2 separate regions of the Mus musculus genome follow, and region 1 is linked to region 2. The links are chromatin contacts, called in public HiCAR-type maps. All regions are on one chromosome and are shown on one strand. Each heading gives the region's core, a stretch centred on a gene start, on an enhancer-like site or on the middle of the called end of the contact. The rest is flanking DNA. Distances are from core to core; before and after follow the strand shown.

Evidence for each region. HiCAR-type assays count read pairs that join an accessible place to other places.
Region 1: a HiCAR-type map of embryonic stem cells shows a contact between it and region 2, with 5 times the contacts expected there. The contact joins two enhancer-like sites. A contact is called at or near these places in 1 of 484 Hi-C or Micro-C datasets (embryonic stem cells), 1 of 115 datasets of contacts at active chromatin or transcription factors (embryonic stem cells) and 1 of 9 other capture datasets (embryonic stem cells).

Annotation. Positions count from the first base shown.
Region 1 is chr6:31,943,805-31,950,290 of GRCm38.p6, forward strand. No RefSeq gene overlaps it. Among named protein-coding and RNA genes, the nearest start is that of Gm31894, 71 kb to the right of the region's middle. Within about 2 kb of position 4,522, at least 18 of the 459 cell types and tissues checked have an H3K27ac peak or open chromatin away from gene starts, as enhancers often do. A contact at or near this core is called in embryonic stem cells, where this site is marked.
Region 2 is chr6:31,702,589-31,709,061 of GRCm38.p6, forward strand. All of the region lies in intron 1 of Gm13846 (a long non-coding RNA gene), which reads left to right. Among named protein-coding and RNA genes, the nearest start is that of Gm13847, 40 kb to the left of the region's middle. Within about 2 kb of position 4,868, at least 3 of the 459 cell types and tissues checked have an H3K27ac peak or open chromatin away from gene starts, as enhancers often do. A contact at or near this core is called in embryonic stem cells, where this site is marked.

The sequences.
Region 1 (6,486 bases), core at 3,272-5,771, 240 kb after region 2:
ACATCATTCATCTTTATGTTTAAAAAGATTCCATGGTGTAGAGAAATTGTGTTGTTTTTAATCCATTCCTCCTGTGGTACTCCTTTTTCAAATCAAAGTCTTTCCCCTATAACAGCCTTTTCCTGTCTCAACTTTAACCAACAGGAGACTCACAGGGGTATGGATAAAATGTATCTTCTGACTCCCTTGCCATGGGGTGGAGCTTGAGCGTGTGAGCTCATGGATGGCCAATCTGAGCAGGGGGTGGATCATATCCTGCAGAGATCCGGAGGACGCTGCCCCTGGGGAGTGCTGTTCTTAGAACAGATCATTCATTCTTGGAAGGCAAGAGCTATGAGGGCAAGGCCAGCTCAGGGTTGAGGGAGGCAGGCAGGCAGGTGTGGAAGGGGCACCTGTACTGACCTCAACAGAGTGACCAGGAACATACATCTTTCCAAATCCCATCCCTTGCTCAAAACTCCAACTTCTTCATTCATTTGGTGACTCATTGACATCATCCAGATATGAATGCAGCAATATCCTTTACCCTCCCTGCTTTCTTTAATGTAGGACTTCCTGGGAGGGAGTCAGATTCTCACGTGGGGAATCTGAGACGACTCACAGGAAAGACTGAGGTGATGTACCAGGCTTCATACCGGGCAGTATAGCATCCTCTAACTCCGTGAGACACTTACTATTCGGATGCTATGGAATACTCACCATTCTATGAGGAAGCCTATGAGTCACATCAGAGGCTTCATGCGGGTGTCTGACCAATAGCCCCCAGTGAGGCCAGGTGCTGGACGGAACAGGTGACATCAGTCTTCAGTTACTGAGCCCTTTTCCCTCAGCCTGTATGCCATTCTTGCAGCTGAGGCCAGGATTCTCGTGGAGCAGAGACCAATCGCTCTTGTCACCCTTCTGGAACTCCTCAACTATGAGCCTAATATAGCAACCGTGGCACAGAACAACTGTGAGCAGAATGGACCCCAGCATGGGGGATCCTGAGACGGCATGGTTGCAAAGCTTGGTGGGATTTTTTGACAGTAAGGATAAGATGTCAACTGGTAGATCACATGCTATATAAGCTGCTAAGAGCAGTTTAAGGTAAAAGGTTTATTTTGACTTACCGTTAATGAGGGCAAGAGTCTGTCATGGCGGGGAAGCTATGGCAACAGTCATTACACAGGAAGCTAACTTATCACATTTTCATCCACTCACAGGAAGCACACGGTGGTGGGAGGGTATCGGGCCAACCTACGTCAGTGTCATATTTCTTATAGCAAGTTTCCACCTTCTAAAGGTTCCACAGACCCAAACAGCACCACTAACTAACTGGGGACCTAGTATTCAAGTACTTGAGCCAATGGTGGCCGTTTTTAATTCGACCCTTCACACACACACACACACACACACACACACATGCACACACACACACACACACACACACACACACACACACACACGCGCGCACACACACACACACACACACACACGCACCTCACTCTGTGTAAGGAGCTTTTCTGTGCTGCTGACCCTCTTCACAGTTCTAATTTTACAGTTGGAAAAATCTCATTCTCAGATCATCCCGTGGAGACTTATGGAGGTAAGGTACCAACCCAAGGTTGTAGGGGGCTAAAGCAGTGCTGGGGTGACCCTTGGCCTGCCCCCAAATTCAAGCACTTCTATGAAAGCTGGGCTGCCTCAGCCCCACCTGGCCTTGCCTGGCCTCACTCAGGCCTTGGCAAATAAAACGTCACTTACCACCTGGCTCCAGGCCACGGATGGCTGGCGACATCCCCTCCGCATGGATGGTTTGCTTTGTGCTTTTAGTACCCATCATGTGAGAAGAAAAATCTCGAACGTTGTTTAATAAACAGAGTTGGGGGAAAGGAGTGGGGATGGCAGGTGTTATTTATCAGATGTGGGGAAGTTCAGCAGGAAACATCAATTCCAAGTGACTGTTCCAGGGGAGGCCGAGGGAAAGTGTGGGAGCTTACACGGGGCTTAGGAAGCTACAGGTAGTGAGCACACATGGGGACTTAGATCCCATTCAGTGGCAGAGGTTGTTTGGTTTGGTTTCATCTTCTCTAGGAACTCCAGAAGCTGCATGGTCTGGCATGGACACACACATACCATCAGGATTTCTGGGCAAAGTGACAGAAGAGGACCTCTGGCAAACTCTGCAAGAAGTGTTTCTACCCTGTTTAACCTCCCAGTCTTGAGTATACATAAGCCCTCGTCCTGGGACACATCTGAACCCTATGTCCATGATGTGAACCCATCTTTCCCCTAGCACGGGATTCTACACCCAGTTGGTTCCAGATGGCACCAGAGACACGGTTATGAGGGGCAGATACTGTGTGAGGTCCTCAGGGGCTGTGTTGGGGACCAGAACCCCCATTGCTGAAGTACATCTATCATATTCCTGGTGGGGGATGCTACCAAATCAGTCACTCTGTCCCTGCGTTGCTAGAGACCTCACTAGGGTACTCTCTCACTTCTGGGTTTCTCATGAGAAGGGAAGCCTTGAACTTAGATCTACTTGCTACCAACATTTGACATACAGTGACAATCAGTTTTAGGTGTTGATTGTCCAGGCTTTGTTAGTAAATGCTAACCCAGTGATGGTATTCTATAGTTATTTGGCTACTCAGTAATTAATTAAGTATTAAACAAGGGTTACTCTCATTCCTATAGTGGGAAGTGAGGATGCCATCTATCAGTTGACAGCCGTATGAATACAACCAGGATTTTCTGGAAAATAAGTATTTCTCAAAACATCCCTTTCTGCCTGAATTTCCAGCCTGCTTTACAGAGTTTACACGTGCTAGTCCTATAAACCTGAGCCAGTTCTAAAAGCACACATGTGTGTACACGGGCACACCCTCACCCTGTTGATTGTACTTCTCTGAGAACCGGGATGAACCTGTTGAAACCATGACTATGACATGGTTATCCCCCATGACAGTGCCTTGGCTGGGTTCCAAGTGTGGTGACAGTGACAGTGGAGATGGGCAATGAGGTCAGCCTGAGAACACACACATTTTCTGAGCCCATGTCATCTGGACATGCTAGGTTGGGTGGACTAAGTAGGGAGTGGTCTGATGGAATGGATCCAAGGCTGAGGGTCAAAGACCGAAGTTCAGGCCCTGGTGATGCCTTCCCTCTACTCGTCTGTAAAATGGGAGGCATTCTGAGAACCATAAGCATAATCGATTAAGACCGGAAATTTAGAGCATTTGGGAAGTAGTGGCCACACTTCATTTGATGTCTAAGAGTTTTTAAAATATAGATTAATCTTTTGAACTATGCCTCTGGAGCAGTTGTAAGTTTCTCTCCAAAAGAATTTTGGAGAAAATGTGCCCAGTGGGTGGAGAGAGGCGTGACTTTCTTTTCACCCAGTGATGCTGTAGTACAGCCAAACAGAAAGACAGAGACCTCGAGGATCTTTGTCAGAACCAGTTAAAAATGCTACCTATTCAAAGGAAGTCTGCCAGAGACTCTGATATGTGGGTGATGAATTTGTCATTAGGCAGCTATGGGCAAGCAGAAAATCACAGAGCCAGTCTGATTGTGGGGAGCTGAAGGGGTGGATAATCTCATAAGTGGGAATGCTTATATGATGCTTACATGGGTAAACAGTGGACTCAGAGCGCCCTGTGCCCTCATTCCATATGCTGCCTGTAGGGTCCTTGGGTCCTTGGGTCCTGTCTTTTAGGCTGCCCTAAGAGCTTGTATGGCCAAAGCCCAGCATGTCCTGTCTGTTGCTGCATACTGTTTAATGAACAGGTCAATGGAATCTCAGGGACAGTCTGTCCACAGGTCACCATATACAGTGGTCACATGGCTGTGTGTACTACATCAGCGGCTCCTTGAGAACCTGGTGGAGGAAAGAGATTGATGTAAAATAAGAGGAAAGGAGAAAAAGGAACCAGAGGGGGAAAGTAGGCCTCCATTAAATAAAGAAATTCATAAAGGAATGTCTATCCTCCACGCGTGAGCAATTTCTGCTTGAGGAGATGGGACACACACTGAATTAGCCGTTCACTCTGTCAAAATATGAGGAACTTCATTCTGTGCCGTCCGCAACTGAAGAGTCAACAGCAGGCCTGCCTGTGTGTCCCAAGAGGTGGCTCTGAGGAGCAAGCCTGTGGGTGCAAGGACAGGGGAGCCCAAGTCTGCCCTGGATGGGGTGCAGTGTGGTTGGGTGAATGAAGGCTAACTCTGGAGTGGTAGAGGCTGCAATTGTCTCCAGAGTGGGGGGTGACTGTGTTCTGAGCTCAGAACACCCTGACAGACAAACCGAGAGGAGGGAGTGCCCCAGGATCCAACTGAGATTGACACCTCAGATCCTGCCCATCTCAAGCTGTCAAGGCCTCCTTCCTTAGAGCACATTGGGCCGGCACAGTCTTGCATTAATTTAGAGCTAATTGTCAGGTAATGAATTCGATTTGGCTCGGTGTCCTGAAATCCCTTCTGCTCCCAGCTGAACACCAGTAAATCATTTGCATCACAAATCTCCTCTTCCCTGGATGCTCAGCACACCCAAGCTGTCCTGCAGTCCCTTCCTGCCTCCTGAAGCTCCCCACTCTGGAAAAATCACTGTACTTCCTCCTTTGAGTTTCAAAGCTGAAATGCATGCAAGACAACTGACTTTGGGGAAGTGTGTTTCTGAAAAGTCTGGAACAATGGACCTCTCAAGGTGCAGTCTCCTGAGCAGCAGGCATTCTGGAAGCCATTGAGATGTGCACATACACTGAACTGAATCAGAAACCTGGGGCAGGACCAGGCATTCCACGTTTGAACCAGCTCTCGGGTGCCCTGACACAGAGCCAAGCACTGGAACTCTTGGTTTGTGTAGTGGTTTAAATGACAACACCCCTCTCAGGCTCACATATTTTGATAGTTGGTGCTGGTGATATTTGAGGGAGTTAGTCGGTGGTGTGGCCTTGCTAAGGGAGAGCTTCAGGGCTGGCCAGCTTCAGGGATCTATAGCCTTGGTCCATTTCCGGTTTGCTCCCTGCTCTGTGGTTGATCGCACAGCTTCCTGCTCCAGTTGCCACATCGGCTGCTTGCTACCATGGCTCCCTGTCAGGATAGACTCATCTCCCTCTGGAACCATAAGTGCAAATAAACACTTCCTTCTGTCAGTTGCTCTTGGCCATGGAACTTTACCACTAGAACAGAAAAGTAACTGATGTGTGCTGGCTAGAACCATTCAGCCTGGAGCAGACTTGCATGGATTTAAAGCTAATGTTGAATTGTTAAGAACAGATTCAACAGAACTTCCTTCAGCTCGGTATTTCTTCTCAGTGTAAAGCCAGCTTCCCTCAGAAGTTTCTGGATATTTATTAAAACTTCTGACTTAATTATTCTTCTATTTCCATGTTAGCTAGAATCAGGTTCAGGCAAGTGCGAGAAACTTAATATAAAAATGGACAAAAAAAAATCTATAAATGGTTTAAGCAAGACATGTTCTCATATTTGTAGTGTAGAGTGAGTGTGGAAGGTCTGAAATTAGTGTTGTGGATGGAATGCAGAAAAGGGACTTTGGTGGGGCTAGGGGGCATGATGGTTGGTTTCAATCATTCTGATTATCTAAATTGATGTGGGAAGACCCACCCTCCAAATGTGGGTGGCGCCCTAGTTCTGATACTAGTGAAGATAAGTCAACTTGGTCAAGCAAGCAGAAGACAGGGCAAGATTATTTGTCGTTTGCTTGCTTGGCCAAGTTGATTTATCTTCACTGGCATCAGAACCGCTGTTCCCAGGCACCAGCACTGACGAAGGACTACTGGTTCTCCAGGAGTCCTCCAGGTTTTCAGTGCCTCAGAGGGACTGCTGAAGTGCCTAGCTTCATGGACAGAGCACCTATCGGCCTCTCAGCCTCTTCAGTATGAGGCAGCCACTGGGTATTAAAATAATTTATTAAATCAGATTATGTTGAAATAGAAGCAGTGGCTGTCTCACATCTGAGAGGCTGAGACCTAGAAGTTACAAAGTCCTTGATGCTGGGTGCTAAGCACCGGGACTACTCTTTTAACACACACACACACACACACACACACACACACACACACACACACACACAGAGAGAGAGAGAGAGAGAGAGAGAGAGAGAGAGAGAGAGAGAGAGAGAGAGAGAGAGAGAGACTGACTACTATGGGACAGAAGAGAAGAGGGAGAGCACAAAGGGCAGGAAAGCATGATTTTCTTTGTCACAATCACTTTCCCTAGGAGGTCCAGACTCTGTCAGCCCCATGTAGCAAGCTGGGGTGTCCCTGACCCCACTAACTCAGGACACTTTGCTTCGGTGGTGGTCGGCTGTGACCTCCTCACTTGTGAATTCCCATTGTCTGGAACTCACTAGGTACTTGTGAAGTTAAATTTAATCAATTACCTTACAATTATCTCATATGTAATTTGTCAATCATAGACCAGGTTCTGGGAGGATGGATACTGGTGCTGTGTAAGGAGGTTCTCATCTTCTCCGAGAGCGAGAGT
Region 2 (6,473 bases), core at 3,618-6,117:
AGAGATGGGGTTCCTGGGGAGACAGGGGATCCCTGGGGTAAGCTTGTTAGACCAGGTTTAAGTGATAGTTCCTGTTTCAATAAGCAAGGTGGAAAGTGATCAAGAAAAAAACCCAACATTAACCTCTGCCTTCCAAGTGTATAACACATATGTGCACATGCGTCTGCCCGCGCGCGCGCGCACGCGCACACACACACACACACACACACACACACACACACACAGAGAGAGAGAGAGAGAGAGAGAGAGAAAGAAGAGAGAGAGAGAGAGAAAGAAGAGAGAGAGAAAGAAGAGAGAGAGAGAGAGCGAGCGCATGGGGTCCCTCCTACCCAGGAGGCTGTGAGTTCAGCAGGGCTCCTATCGTGGGCAGCAGGGAGAAGCAGGTGGCTCGATTCTCTGTCTCTCCTCTCTGCTTCTTTGCCCACCAGAGCGATCTGGAGATAATGAGCAGAGCAGAGGGCAGGAGCCTGCTGGTGCTGTTGTATTGTGAGGAGTGGGAGAAAGAATGGAATGGAATTTAAACACTGTTTGATGAGAAACCTTCCCCATGCCTGCGTCAGTCCTCCAAATTGGCACTAATTGCCACCTCCTCCCGACATGCCTGTCGGCAGAGCAGCAGGAAGGTACTGGCTGCCTCTCTTTTAAAAGCCAGCTCCCCTTCTAAGTGGTGATGGTGCCGGCAAGTAGGGAATGTGGGGAGAGTAAGGTAAGGGGGCTCTGCTGGGGGCCTGGGGACATGTGGAAGGCTCTAGGTGCCCTCACACCCTATCTGCTGCCCCTTGAATCTGCAGGTCTTCTTCTGAGAAAGGGGTGGGAAGCAAAGGGAAGCAGACTTCCTTTTCCAAAGGCCAGCATGCTACAGAGATTAAGTGGCTGTTCCACACGTGAACCCCGGGGTGGCACTCTCTCTGGTTGTGCTCCTGAGTCTCTTCCTTGGGCACAGCTGGTTATGGACATGGGTTGTTCCAGTTGAGGAAGCTCCAGGAGATAAGCTTCTATTTTGAATGAAGACTTTTATAGGCTTAAGGAGCCCCAGAAGAAGCAAGAGGGTAGAAGGTTACCTCCAAATGGTTAAGGGGACCACTTTGGTCTCAATTCTATCATGTTGCCTCTTTGGGGCAGTGTTACCTTCACTCTCCATTGGTGGGAGAGGCTCCAGTGGTCCGATGTTCTAGGTCTTCCATGCACATCTCCCCTCCCTCTCTTCTCCTTCTCCCCCTCCCTTTCCCCATACTCTACCTTCAGAGATCATGTATTCTTCCTGGCATTCTTTTTCTGTTTTTATTAATTTAAAATACTATTTCACTTTTATTTATGGTTATTTATGTGTATACCTCTCTCTCTGTCTCTCTGTCTCTCTCTGTCTCTCTGTCTCTTTCTCTCTGTCTCTCTGTCTCTCTGTCTCTCTGTCTCTCTGTCTCTCTCTCTCTCTCTCTCTCTCTCTCTCTCTCTCTCTCTCTGTGTGTGTGTGTGTGTGTGTGTGTGTGTGACATATTGCATGTACCCAAGAAGGCCAGAAGGTGGTGCTGGATTCCCTGGAGCTGGAGTTATAGGTGAACTGCCCAACATGGGTGCTGGTATCTGAAATCAGGATATTTGGAAGAGCAGCAACCTTTGGCTCATCTCACCACCTCCTGCTTGCCTTTCTGAAACAGGGTCTCGGGTAGCCCAGGATGCTCCTGAGCTCACTATAGCTGTAAGGGTGAAAATGGCCTTGAATTTCTAATCCCCCGTTTCCACCTCCTAAGCACGGGGATCACAGGCATGCACCACCACACCCAGACATTCTTGCTCCTTCTCAGGTCCTTGCAGGGTGATCTGTGAGTGCCAAAAAAGAATCCCTTTGACTGTTGGGAAAGAGCCCGGATGTGCTCTGAATACACAGACGGATGTTGTTATTCAGCAGGAAGAAAGAAGAGGGAGAAAGCAAAAGGAGAAGATATTGTTTGGGTACAATCTGTGTTTGCAATTTTCCACATCGGTTCTTTTTATGAACACTCCAAAAACAAGACAACAGCAGTGGCTGATTCAATATGCGCCATGCAGGAAAACAATAAGGAAAAAAAATAAGGGTTTTTAATAAGCACTTGGAAAGGCTGTAATTAAATCTCAGGCTCTGTTTGGAAAACAAGAATCTCATTTAGTGCTTTTGCCCCTGTGCTCCCTAACATCTGCACCCGTGTTTTCTGCTGGGCAATTACTGAGTCCTCGGTGACTTGATTAACAAATACAGGTGCCGATTTGCTCAAGAAAGAGATCCTGGGATGGAAGTTGGGGAGGTGGCAGGGGGCTGTGGGAGCTAGGAAGATTTGACTCTCCCCAGCAGGTGTCTTGTGGACTTAGGAGAACCTGAGAAAGAAGAGTTGCTGGCTATGGGGAAGGAAGAAATCAGGGAGTGTGTGTGTAGTGGGGGTGGGGCAAGAGTGTCTCCCCACCCCTGCCTGCTTTCCTGAGAGTCACTTCCCACCAAGGAGCCAAGGATTATGAAAGAGGAGGGCTTCTCTAGCTTAGGATTCAGGGAGTTTTCAAACAGCTTAGCCAGTCCAATGTCATGGCACATACCTGTAATGTAATCCTTATACTTGGAAGGTGGAGGCAGGAAGGTATAGAGTTCAAAGTCATGTTCAATTACTTATGCATGTCTGCAAGCTTGGGCAGGGCCACCAAGCCTGAAAGCATTTTTAGGGGGTTTCTTCCAGTCTCTTTAATGATTTTTATTTTATTTTATATGTAGGAATGTCTTATCCACATGTACTCGGTGTACTACATTCATGCAGTGCCCACAGAAATCAGAAGGGGGCTATGAGGCTCTTGGAACTGGAGTTACAGACAATTTGTAACCCAGGTCCTCTGGAAAACTGGCAATATTTTTTATCCACTGAGCCATCTCTCTATCTCTTCTCCAAACCTTAATGCACTATTTGAATTTTCTCTACTGTGTGTGAGACTTCTATGCTTTGACAAAAGTTCAGGCCAAGTTGGCAGTGTCCAGGGAGTTGGAAGAACCTGCTGGCATTAAGACTTGGTTTTTTTACTTCTTCTTCTTCTTCTTCTTCTTCTTCTTCTTCTTCTTCTTCTTCTTCTTCTTCTTCTTCTTCTTCTTCTTCTTCTTCTTCTTCTTCTTCTTCTTCTTCTTCTTCTTCTTCTCCTCCTCCTCCTCCTCCTCCTCCTCCTCTTCCTCCTCCTTCTCTTAAAGATTAATTATTATTATACATAAGTCCATTGTAACTGACTTCAGATGCACCAGAAGAGGACATCAGATCTCATTATGGGTGGTTGTGAGCCATCATGTGGTTGCTGGGATTTGAACTCAGAACATTTGGAAGAGCAGTCAGTGTTCTTACCTGCTGAGTCATCTCGCCAGCCCATGCTATCTTTTTCTTCTCTTCTCTTCTCTTCTCTTCTCTTCTCTTCTCTTCTCTTCTCTTCTCTTCTCTTCTCTTCTCTTCTCTTCTCTTCTCTTCTCTTCTCTTCTCTTCTCTTCTCTTCTCTTCCCTTCCCTTCCCTCCCCTCCCCTCTTCTCTCTCTCTCTCTTTCTTTTGACAGGGTTTCTCTGTGTAGTCCTGGCTTTCCTGGAACTCACTCTGTAGACCAGGCTGGCTTCAAACTCAGAAATCTGCCTGCCTCTGCCTTCCAAGTGCTGGAATTACAGGCATGTACTACCACTGCCTGGCCTGTGCTATCTTCTTTCATAGTTCTGATACAGAATTTGAATTCTCTGGAAAGATTGTACTCTCCTTTCCATCCCTTTGTGACCTTTACAGGCATGTACTACCACTGCCTGGCCTGTGCTATCTTCTTTCATAGTTCTGATACAGAATTTGAATTCTCTGGAAAGATTGTACTCTCCTTTCCATCCCTTTGTGACCTTTACAGGCATGTACTACCACTGCCTGGCCTGTGCTATCTTCTTTCATAGTTCTGATACAGAATTTGAATTCTCTGGAAAGATTGTACTCTCCTTTCCATCCCTTTGTGACCTCCAGGAAAAGATTCTTCCTTTTGGAATCTCAAGGACAGATGAGTTTCCTTTGAGAGATTGTGTCCAATTTCATGGTGCTGCCTTATGGCTTCGAGAACCCCCACTCCTGTCATGGCTGCTCTCAGCTATAGCCAGAAGCTGGCTGTGGTTCCCTTCCTTCCTCAGCATTGCCCAAAAGCTCTCTATGCCAGTTGGAAGCAGCCATATTTGGTGTATGTGCTCATGGTAACTCCTGTACCTGGTGCCAGGCTCCTGGAGAAGATCTGGGATTCTGGAGGAGTCAGGCTCCTCTTGCTAGTGCTTAGAACAGGATCTCCTACTTCCTGGGATGGAGAAGGAATGCTTCCGACACGCTGTTCACTGCGGCTGCCTTTTCTTAGGCTGCTGGGGCTGCAGTCACCTGCTACTGCTGGGGCTGCTGGGCCCACAGCTTTTAGGGAGTGTTGCCTGAATCAACTCAACTAAAGAGGGAGGCGGGGAGAGGAGAAGGATGAGTATCACTCCAAATAAGGAGAAGTCAATTAATATTCTTGGAACTAACTCTCTTAGCTGTATCGTCTGCCATCAGGAAGTGGCGAAAATTCAGATAAAGACTAGAGCAGCAGGCCATTCCTTTCAAGCTGGGATGCTCTGCTTGGGGAAGTCTTGGGGAGCTGACACTTCACCATTACCCTTACATGCTAATTACAAACTTTAGAAAACACCTGAGGATGTCATTAATAACACCACCTGCCATGCATATTATACTTACTTCTGGGAGCTCTGATGACAGAGAATGCATGATTTCATTTATTGTCACTGACTGCGCTGGAAGGTGGCACCTCCCCTAGCCCCTTTCAGATTCAGATACAGAGGCCAGGGAGATCGTTGCATGTTAATGGCTAAATCAAGTTTCAGTCCCAAGCCTCCTTTGTTGAATTTCCTGAACAGACACTTGAAGGTAGGTCTCTTTAGAGAGATTTCCTGTCACCAGGACTGTTCTGCATACTCTAGGAGAATGTGGATAAAATATCAGATGCTCAATAGATCTTTGTTTTCCAAGGTAGCTGCTAAGCTGGTTCCTGTGCCGGTTGACTTCATGAGGGCTGTTGTTGAAGGGCTAGTGGTGGCCAGACTCTTTCCATAGTGCAGATGGGTAGGAAGCCAGTCTACAGCTGTGGTGTTTACACTGTTTGCCAAGCTGGACTGCCAAGTTCTGCCTCGTGGGCTCTGGCACATGGTCTTCACTCAGCATCTGTAAAGGGTCCAACCACGATCTGCTATGATGGATCTGTACAGACATGGCTTTGCCCTTGGTGAGTCTGTCTGAACCAAAGAACATGTCCCTTGGCCATCAGATGCATTGGCAGTGATTCAGGTTGTGATGGAAGAGAGGACCAAGCTTTCATTACTGATACCCTTTCCATACCCACCCCTCTGAAAACCCATGAGCAGAGACTTTCCTGACGCCACATTAGAAGAGATGCAGTAAAATCATGTGTGACCTCATTTAGTATTAATACTGTATTAGATACTTTCCCCATTATGACAAAACACCCTCCAAAAGTGACTGGAGAGGAAGAGGGATTTTATTTTGACTCATAATTTGGGGATTGTGGTAGTTTGAATAGGAAAGGCCTCCATAGACTCCTGCATTTGAATGCTTGGCCCTCGGGGGAGAGGGGTGACATTATTAGGAGGTGTGGCCTTGTTGAAGTGGATATGGCCTTGCTGGAGGAAGTGTGTCACTGTGGGGGCAGACTTTGAGAACTCAGGCGCTCAAGTCAGTTCTTTCCCAGCTTCCTGAGGATCAAGATGTAGAACTCTTAGCTCCTTCTCCAGTACCAGCATGTATCTACCTGCATGCTAGCATGTTTCCCACCATGATGATAATGATGGACTAAGCCTCTGAAACTGTAAGCCAGCCAAATTAAATGTTTTTCTTTACAAGCGTTGTTGTGAGTGTTTTTTTTTTTTCATAGCAATAGAAACCCTAACTAAGACAGAAGTTGGTACCAGGAGTGGGATATTGTTGTGACAGACCTGACTGGGTTTTTATTTGGAGGAATGTAGACTTTGGGATTTGGGGTTAGGAAAGTAGCGGATTACTTTACACACAGTTAAATAGGCCATACTAGTAAGAGCATGGAATACAGTTCTGATGAGGGTGATTTGAGCTGTGGGGGCCTGGCTGAAGAGGTTTCAGAGATTGTGAGATTTTGGTGAAGAATGTAGCTTTGCTTTGGCCTTGTCTGAAAAGTCTGCCCAAGGCTATAGTCGAGAGTTTTAATTCTGTTGACAGAAGAATCTTAAAACAACCTAGTATAGACTTTGTTGTGTGGTTATTAGTGCTCACTTGTATGCAGATCTTTAATGAAAAGGAGCAAGCTGAGCAAGAAAAAATAGAAAATGTAAACCTTGAGGAGAAAAGGGGCACCAGGGAGTGCAATAGAGCTAAGTCCTGTGCTCAAGGAGATAAGCATATTTTTTAAAAAGTCTGATATTAAATGGG